Regions from separate parts of the Danio rerio genome. Here region 2 is linked to region 1. A link is a contact called in public Micro-C data. All regions are on one chromosome and are shown on one strand. The core of a region is the stretch at or near the end of the contact, and the rest is flanking DNA. Distances in the headings are between cores, read along the strand shown. Region 1 holds the start of mrtfaa (myocardin related transcription factor Aa). Region 2 holds the start of desi1a (desumoylating isopeptidase 1a).

Evidence for each region. Hi-C and Micro-C count contacts between places; a contact is called where the count stands out from the background.
Region 2: a contact with region 1 is called in a Micro-C map of caudal fin, with 4 times the contacts expected there. The contact joins the promoter of desi1a here to the promoter of mrtfaa in region 1. A contact is called at or near these places in 4 of 18 Hi-C or Micro-C datasets (caudal fin, embryo, hematopoietic stem cells and 1 more) and 2 of 4 datasets of contacts at active chromatin or transcription factors (caudal fin and embryo).

Annotation. Positions count from the first base shown.
Region 1 is chr3:23,434,640-23,439,744 of GRCz12tu, reverse strand. It overlaps mrtfaa (myocardin related transcription factor Aa), which reads right to left and starts at 2,716. Exons shown (of 19, transcript XM_073944424.1): 1 at 2,636-2,716; 2 at 2,283-2,402. slc25a17 (solute carrier family 25 member 17) reads right to left here. Exons shown (of 10, transcript NM_001099261.2): 10 at 5,065-5,105.
Region 2 is chr3:23,721,317-23,725,786 of GRCz12tu, reverse strand. desi1a (desumoylating isopeptidase 1a) reads left to right here and starts at 2,497. Exons shown (of 6, transcript NM_200700.1): 1 at 2,497-2,746; 2 at 3,437-3,458; 3 at 3,580-3,649; 4 at 4,224-4,333; 5 at 4,466-4,470. The coding sequence starts at 2,656.

The DNA of each region.
Region 1 (5,105 bases), core at 1,467-3,966:
ATGTGAGAGGAAGATGGATCAATAAGGGTTATGCATCATAAAATACATCTCAAGAGACCCACAGCAGAACCTGGAATTTAGTTATTTATGAATGTAAAAAGATAGCAGCATAGATATTTATGTCTGAATGAACCCATTACAACTGAATAATATGTTCATTAATAATGGCTATTTGTTATATAATTGATGTAGCAACATTTTTAAAAACTTCTTTCTACAATAAAATATCTGATCAATGACTATTTGAGTTTTGCATTATTTTCATATTTGCTTTAAAGGGAAGAAAGTTACAATTTAACACAAGCTAAAAACAACTATTTAAAACGTATTAAATGTGTATGCTTGCAACAAATATATTATAGATGGTTATTATTTTAAAAATATCAATACACTGTAAAAAATTTGATGACCAATTAGTCCTGCCAACATTTGTTTTTAGTTTGTTGCAACTTAAACTAAATTATGTTGTAAGTTATTTTATAAGTTCTGCAAGCTGTCAGTTTAACATCATATAAGTTCAATGGAATCATAAGGTAAATTTGATTTAACTTAAAAATAAGGCAACCAGAATGTGTTTACAGTGTCCTTTCACAAACCAAAATAATAATTAAAATAGAATTAAGCATAAGTTGAATTAACAAACCATTAATGCAAAAAAAGTACAAAACTGAACATTAAAAGTTTTAAATAAAAAGTTAAATTAAACCAGACTAACTGTGTAATTGGTGAAATGTCTGATAACAATATCACAAGTCTTTAAAACACCTTTTTTACCACATTCATACACAATTGTACTTGCATATTAATGCTGTAAAACTCTGAGGTAAAGTTGGTTTTGTATACGCACATTCAGACATTCTCCTTAAAGGGATATGAAAATGAAATACACCTCTAGTTTAAAAAACTCTGATAAGTGGGTGAGTCCAGCTTTGAGTTTCATTAAGTGCGCTACAGCTGATTTTCACGGCGGCAAAAAAAAAAAAAAAAAAAAAAAAGCAAATTAAAAAAAATCTTACACATACCTTAGGAACGGTATAGCAGAAAATTTTGATGGTTTTAAAACCTTGAAATTTCCCAACCACGGTATACCTTGAACATGGTTATCGTCCCATGCCTAGATGCAGGGGAGATGGACAGTGATACAGAGAGCAGCATTTACAGCGGATCAGAGAGCTATGTGGAAGTGGAAGATTTTCAGTCCATTATATTGTAGAGACATTACTGTAAACTTGGTGACTACACTTTAACTAAGGTAGGTCTTTAAAAACTGAAAGTTTTTTTTTAAAGAGTACTGCTGACAATACTAACTAACTTTGCCTCTAAATAAACATTAACAGAACATTGATCACAATGATCAATGATGGTTTTGTTTAAAAAAAAAAAAAAAAAAGACGAGATTCGAAAAGTATCTCTACTTCTACTACAACGTGGTGTCTCTCTGACCACTGTAACAGGTAAAAAGAGTCTTTAAAGCTATATCATGCATTTTAACGAAGTTGCATCTCGTTCACCAATTCAATAGAGCGCGCTGATTGATTCGAAGTCGAACCAAGTCTTTCTCATGTATTAATGAACGGATGTGCTGAAAACTCAGTGATGTCACTTTGTACCGGCAGGTACAGGCATTTAATCTCCACACTGGAATTTACACAATGATCACATCGCCGGGACCTTGCTTCGAAATTTCTTTTTAAACCAGAAGAACGAGTTTACTCTAAACAATTTTCACTTTTTTGAGAAATATATGTGTCCTAATAGTGTTTTTAGCAACGTGGAACATATATATGACTGTCAACATCTAAAAACACGTGTTTTGGTGTTTGGTGACCCTTTAATGATATAATTTCAGAAAAGTATTATTAGCAAATTCTTAATAGGGGAATTATATTATCGGCCAATGACTATCTAAGTACAAAAATGTTCACAGTCAATTAAATAGTGCTAATGTTGTTTTAAAGTCATGCTTACAGGCAATTTTAGAGTGAATTTTCAAATTAGCATAGCAAACAATATAGGGACTGTTAAAATAAACAAATGTGTGAATATAAAACCAACTTCACCTCAATCTGTAAATCACCAAACAGTGTCAACAAAAATGGGCCGTAAGATATGTGCAGAATAAAAAAAAACACATAGCTTGACATTATTTACAGAAAGAAAGAAAATTACAACAATAAAAGTTTTTAAAAGTATAAAGACGTATAAAAATATAATAACAGTCGTCACAGTGTACCAACAATCCTAATGACAAATTAAATAAAAGAATAAAGGCGCCATCATACTCTGTCATGATGATTCATGTTACATAACAGTGGCTCCTTCACAGCATCAGGACCACTGGCACCCTCTCATGCCCACCGTGGCCAAGGTGACCTGCATCGCTTAAAATCTCCCGTCACAGCCTAAAAAAAGATGGTTTCACTAAGCAAACATATGGCACAGTAACCTGACAAGCCAATTTAACTTGTCAAGCAAACTCGTGCCATGTGCGTGCTGCTCCAAACTGCACAACACAACTTCCAGATAAGCTTATAACGCGGTATTTAACACACATAAATAACTTGAAGGCACGACTGCGACTGAATAGCTGCTGAACGAAGAAATAAAGATGAATTTAGTTTACCAGTTGTCTTACTTTACACTGGTGTTTTCATCCCATCTATTGGTATTCCACTGGTCTGCACTCCCACTTATTGTTTCCGATATGCAGCAAAACTTCGACCGGAACCCTGCCCCCCTTTTTTAAGATCCACCCAATAGTGGACGAGCCCTCTGAAAACTGACACTGCGAGTAACCAATAAACACGTTTTGATGACTTCCGCAACAGGGGCTGTGGTGAGCTAAGCCAATCACATTGTTGCTCGCTGTTATCACTAGAACCATTCAGCCAACTGGATTGGTGAGCGTTGAGATTTAACAAACATTTTGTGAATTAGAGAAAGAACCTGTAAAACACTTGTTTTTAATCCACATTTATTTAAATGTTGATGTTGAATATCTAATATTTAAACTTACAAAATAAAAAAATATTTCTTTTTTGTAATTTGTTTCGATTTTTATAATTATACGACTTTAGAGCCAAACTTTATTACTTCAATGATTATGTAGAGGAAATAACATGTACACAAACAAAACTATCCAACGATGAACCTAACATTTTTTTTGTTTGTTTAAGCATTATTTTGAAAACCTAAAGGATCTTAAAAATTAAAAAGCTTTAAGGATGTAGCAATTTTGTAATTATTTTCTTATGTGAAATTATTGTAATTTTATTATTCCATCATGTGTTTTTTTTTTTTTTGTATTCTCGTTTCTATTTGTTTGTTCCTTTGATGTTAAAGTAAATAAAAATAATTAAAAAAAACAGAAGTAGACAGGAAAATAGTATTTCAGCATAATTGTTGCAAACTATTTATTTGGGTTGAATTTAAACAAATTATATTGAGTAATGTTCAACTTGATATGTTTGTTTAAATTCAGCTCAAATAAATTGTTTACAACCACTTACCTTACATTTTTTGGTAGTAACTTCAAGGAATCATCTTTGAATAATTTTTTTCAGCGTACTTTATTTCTCTTACTTTGTACTTTTGCCTGCTATTGTTGTTGTTAGGCAATAAAGAATAAAAAAATAAAATAAATGGAAAGGATTGCAAAGACAAATGCAAAAACATATAACAAATTAATAGATTAAATAAAATAAACAGATTAAATAAAGAAATAAATAATGCAGGTTTAGGCTAAGAAATCCCAAAGGAAATACATTGCATTGCAACATTTTGTCTATTCAAATAAACAAGCGAATAATATAATATAATATAATATAATATAATATAATATAATATAATACATTTTTGTTGTTATAAAATAATGTTATAAAAATGTTAAATGTTGTCAAAAAATGAAAAAAATTGCATATATTTTTGCTGTTTTGTATTGTATTTTTGTAACTATTGTGATTTTTTAAAAATTATATAAATAGATTAAACAGATTAAATAAAAAAATTACACAGGTTTAGGCTAAGAAACCCCTGAGGAAATACATTGCATTGCAACATTTTGTCTATTCAAATAAACAAGTGAATGATATAATATAATATAATATAATATAATATAATATAATATAATATAATATAATATAATATAATACAATATAATATAATATATAAAAAATACTGTTTTAAAAATGTAAAATGTGGCCAAACCATAAGAATTATTATTATTTTTTTTTTTTGCTGTTTATTGTTTTATTTTTGTAACTATTTTGATTCAAAAAATGATAACGAATATTACAAATAACTAAAACCATTATAAATATATTACAGTATTAGGACATTGAGAACAAAATTGAGTTGAAGTACAGAACAAAAAGCGTGATCATACTGCCATCTGGTGGCAATTTTATGCAAATCTCTTTCTTTTTTATACTTTAGATCAGGGGTGGCCAAAGGTTTTCTTATGAAGGGCCAAAAGCAAAACTAGATTGAGGCTAATGGGCCAAAGGTAAATTTAGGTGGCATGGGTACTTCCTTATTTACTTAATAATATTTAAAAATAACTAGAAAACATTGCTTTATACTTAACTAATACTAATAATAATTAATTTACATTTTAATGAACTTATTACAGGTAAAACAATCTTATTTATAACAGAATGAAGTTACGCTAGTCAAGCTGCACCTGATTTTGCCTTAATTTGCTCGCAGATGTCTTCTGCATTGTCCTCTATCTGTCAAGTGACAGTATTTACATTTTTGCAAAGTATTTATTTACGTATTTAACATGTACATTTTAATGAAACATTTAAGTTGGGTTTTTTTGTAGCTCAGCAATAAAACAAACAAACAAAAAGCTTATTTTAAACTAGAAATGTCAATCTCTGTTAAAATCATTCGCCCCAACCCTGCCCATCATTCATACACCTTTCTCGGAGTAGAATGGTGGGCCAATGGAATGGTGGGCCAAATCAGTTAAAATGGGCCAACTAGCGAGCCCTAGTTTGGGCATCTCTGCTTTAGATGAAGATTGCTCCTTTAAATGCAAACAGAAATAATAGAAACGACTCCCCTTCATATCACATTTATATCACATCTCAGTCAATTAT
Region 2 (4,470 bases), core at 1,248-3,747, 290 kb before region 1:
AACCATGCCACATTCAAAGTCACTTAAATCACCTTTCTTCCCTATTCTGATGCTCAGTTAGAACTGCAGCAGATCGTCTAGACCAGGGGTGTCCAAACTTTTTGGGCAAAGGGCCAGATGCAAAAAAACAAATGTTGTCGCGGGCCAAATTTTACATACATCACACAGACACGCATATATATAAATAAATAAATATATATATATATATATATATATATATATATATATATATATATATATATATATATATATATATATATATATATATATATATATAATATATTTTATATATATATATATAAATATATATATATATATATATATATATATATATATATATATATATATATATATATATATATATACACAGTTGAAGTCAGAATGGTTAGCCCCCCTAAATTGTTAGCCCCGTTTATTTTTTCCCCAATTTCTGTTTAACGGAGAAAAGATTTTTTTCCCCACACATTTCTAAACATATTAGTTTTAGTAACTCATTTCTAATAACTGATTTATTTTATATTTGCTATGATGACAGTAAATAATATTTGACTAGATATTTTTAAGACACTGCTATACAGCTTAAAGTGACATTTAAAGTCAAGTTAACTAGTCAAGTTAAGGTAATTAGGCAAGTTATTTTATAACAATGGTTTGTTCTGAAGAATTAAGGGGCTAATAATTTTGACCTTAAAATGGTTCATAAAAAAATTTAAACCGCTTTTTATTCTAGCCGAAATAAAACAAAAGTCTTTCTCCAAAAGAAAAAATATTATCAGACATACTGTAAAAATGTCCTTGCTCTGTTAAACATCATTTGGGAAATATTTAAAAAAGAAGAAATAAATCAAAGAGGGGCTAATAATTCAGACTTCAACTGTGTGTAGATAGACAGACAGACAGACAGACAGACACAGACAGACAGACAGACAGACAGACAGACAGACAGACAGACAGACAGACAGACAGACAGACAGACAGACAGACAGATAGATAGATAGATAGATAGATAGATAGATAGATAGATAGATAGATAGATAGATCATAACAAGAACTGCTGCTTAATTGAATGCATGTAATAGCGACACCCGGTGGTTATTTATTGAATTACGTTCATTTTTGTATAGCGGGCCAGTTTCTTTTGATATTTATAAAAAGCCTCGCGGGCCGCCACAAAATTGATTGCGGGCCGCAGATGGCCCGCGGGCCGTAGTTTGGACACGCCTGGTCTAGACCATGTCTACATGCCTAAATGCATTGAGTTGCAGCCATGTGATTGGCTGATTAGAAATTTGCATTAACAAGCAGTTGTACCTAATAAAGTGGCCGGTAAGTATATTGTATTATTAATAAATTGATGTTTATTAAATGTCCCTGTCTTTACACATTAAGCCACTTAGTTTATAATCACTATTCTGTTTTAGCTGGAGATCTTGCACATTACTGAGGTTTATAAGAACATCCGTTTCACAGACGATTATTTTCTATTGTGTTATAATGTTCCATAAAGTGTGAAAAACGTTGTGAATTTATAAATGTCCAATATTTGTGTCTCATTCCAACTCTGGATTTAAATTGAAAATTAAATATGCATCTTTCTTCTAGAGTCAAAAACATTTGATAAAAATAGTAATTGCTAGCTCTTTCTATAGGCTTTTGATCTTTTGATACACTGTAAAAGTTACTTTTGCTGTTTGTTTAAACTACTTATTTAAAATTAGTTGAAACAACACAATTCTTAAGGTTTTTTTGGGACAGTTTAACTGTTTTATGTTAAATCCATTTCAGTTTGCAAAAATACTTAAGTTCACTTAATCGATTTGTGTTGAGACAACATGAAGGAATTGTTTGTAACCCAGCACTTTTTACACTGTAATCTCTCTCTCAATTTAATAGTTGTTTTATTGGCACGACAAATGTTACAAATTAATTGCCAAAGCAGTTCTAAAGTTAACATAATAAGTAAAAAATATATAATAAAAACAGTAATAAGTAGTAAAGATAAAAAATATGACATTTATATCTAATAATTAAATTAAATATCAACAGTACATCATATTATTCAATATATCATAATGTAATTCAACATATTACATTAATATTCAATATATAGTATTATTATTCAACATATCATATTACTTACTCATACAAATCAATACAAAAATAATAATAGTTTAGAATATAAAGCTTTCTAAAACACATACCGATGGAAGACAAATTAATGAACTGTACGTGGCGATAGAAGCGCCAGCGAACTGTAGTGTGGATTGAATCCATTGATATGACATTATCGTTTGTCGTGGGCATGTAGTTTCTAAAGAGCGTGTCGTGAAGTAACTGTCTGCACATACGATAGATGGCGCTGTCGTGCCGTTGAATTAATACGCTGCTTCTTCACAGGCGGCTTGGAAGGACAGCTAGCCTATTCATCTTCGATCATCCTTATAAAGTAGCTTTATCGTGTTTTATTTCCTTAAACCCTCCTAATGCCGTAGACTGTCCGAACGTCCCACACAGATAAAATATTTCAGACATTTTAAAACTGACACTGATAGACCGTCGTGATTATTTGAGGATCTTGAGGCCGCGAGAGCTGCAGGTACCGCAGGCAAGGCTAACGTTTAGTCAGCCGCATTCAGACACCAGCATCACTTTAACATGGAGCAACACGACTCGACGTTTGGAGTCCAGCTCTTCATTTATGACCTGTCGAGGGGAATGGCACGGCAGCTCAGCCCGATAATGCTGGGTGAGTGCAGCAGATCGTCTTTACTTTCCGTTACACTGGCGAGGGCCGCTAAGTTAGATTTGCAATTCTCGAAGAAGCGCTAGCTTATTTGTATGGATACCATGGTAGTGTCGCTCCCTGGTAAACCTTCCAATGAAAATTCCAGACTTATGAATATTAATTGGGTAAATCCAAAGACGATTTGCAACTGTCCAACGGCGAATATATTTCTTGATTATTAATGAGGTAATATGACGTCGCGTTGTTGTGGTCCAATAGGAAAGGGTGTCATCATGAATATTTAAGAGACGCCTCAGCGTACTAGGATTTATAAATTCGTTTACTGTTTCAGTACAACTGACTTGTTTAGAACATTTTATCAACATTTATTGCTAATCAAACAGCCTTTAGAGCTGTATTCGCAACAAGTCATGCCCATTTAGCTACATATAATTATTTGTAAGAAAACAAACTGCCCAAGAACACGATGTTCTTCATTGTAATGAGACGCGTCACGTGCTAGCCCACTAGTTTAGCCCTCATGAATGTTCAACAGAGTAAAAGTACTTTAACTCCTTAAGTGGTTCAGATCACAACAGTCCTGATATTGTATTTTGATAATATGAATATAACAAAATGATAACTTATGAAAGAAATATCTAATTTAATCCAACATCAATATTTGGATTTTAATCTTATTTTCTCTTTCAGGAAAGCAGCTTGATGGGATTTGGTAAGTTTGTGAATTACCTGTCTGTAAAATGTTATTATTACAACCCTTTATGCATCAAGTATAATATATAATATCTAGTTATGTAACCGCAAGCTTTTCCTGTATGATTATGTAAACACAGGCACACGTCTATAGTGATCTATGGTGAGGAATTCTTCTATGGTGGTGCTGGGATCTCTAGTTGCCCACCGGTAAGATCACAACGCATTGCAATAATATATTTAGTACAGAAGATAAGACAAGCACTTAAAAAATGTTAACCTAAATATACTCAATGTACTATATAATGTGCTGCAATCCCTTAATTTACATGTTCATCACGTGGAGCTTTGGACAGCACATCTTAACACTTATACTTGCCCATTTATTTTTGGATAAGAGCTTAAGATTAAAAGACATTGCAATAAAAGTGTTCTTAAAGGCGTAGTTGACCATTAAAATTACTATTTACTCACTCTCAGGTGGTTCCAAACGTTTATAAGTTTATTTATTTTGTTGAACACAAAAGAAGATATTGTGAAGTATGCTGAATCCAGTAACCACTGACTTCCATTGGAAATGCAAATATAGAAGTAAATGGTTACAGGTATCTAGCTTTTTTTAAAATATCTTGTGTGTTTAACATGAGATTGAACATTATAAATGTTTAAAGCAAGTAAAGAGTAAATAATAGATGAAAAAATGAACTATCCCTTTAAGAGGTGCTTTTGTTCTAGGGCAAGTCCAAGGACAGTATGTACCAGAGTGTGTCTGTCTGTGTTTTAGGGAGGGACGATGCTTGGACCTCCAGATACAGTGGTGGAGTTGGGAAATACAGAAGTGACGGAAGAGATCTTTATGGATTATCTATCCTCACTTGGAGAGACAACGTATAGGTTAGTGCGTGTTTGGTACTTTGATAATTTTATTTAAAATATTATAATTTCTTCAAGTTTAGTTTCTTACACATGCAAATAATACATTACAAACAGATTTTTGTAAGTCCTTGTTTCCCTGTTTCTCTGCAGTGGTG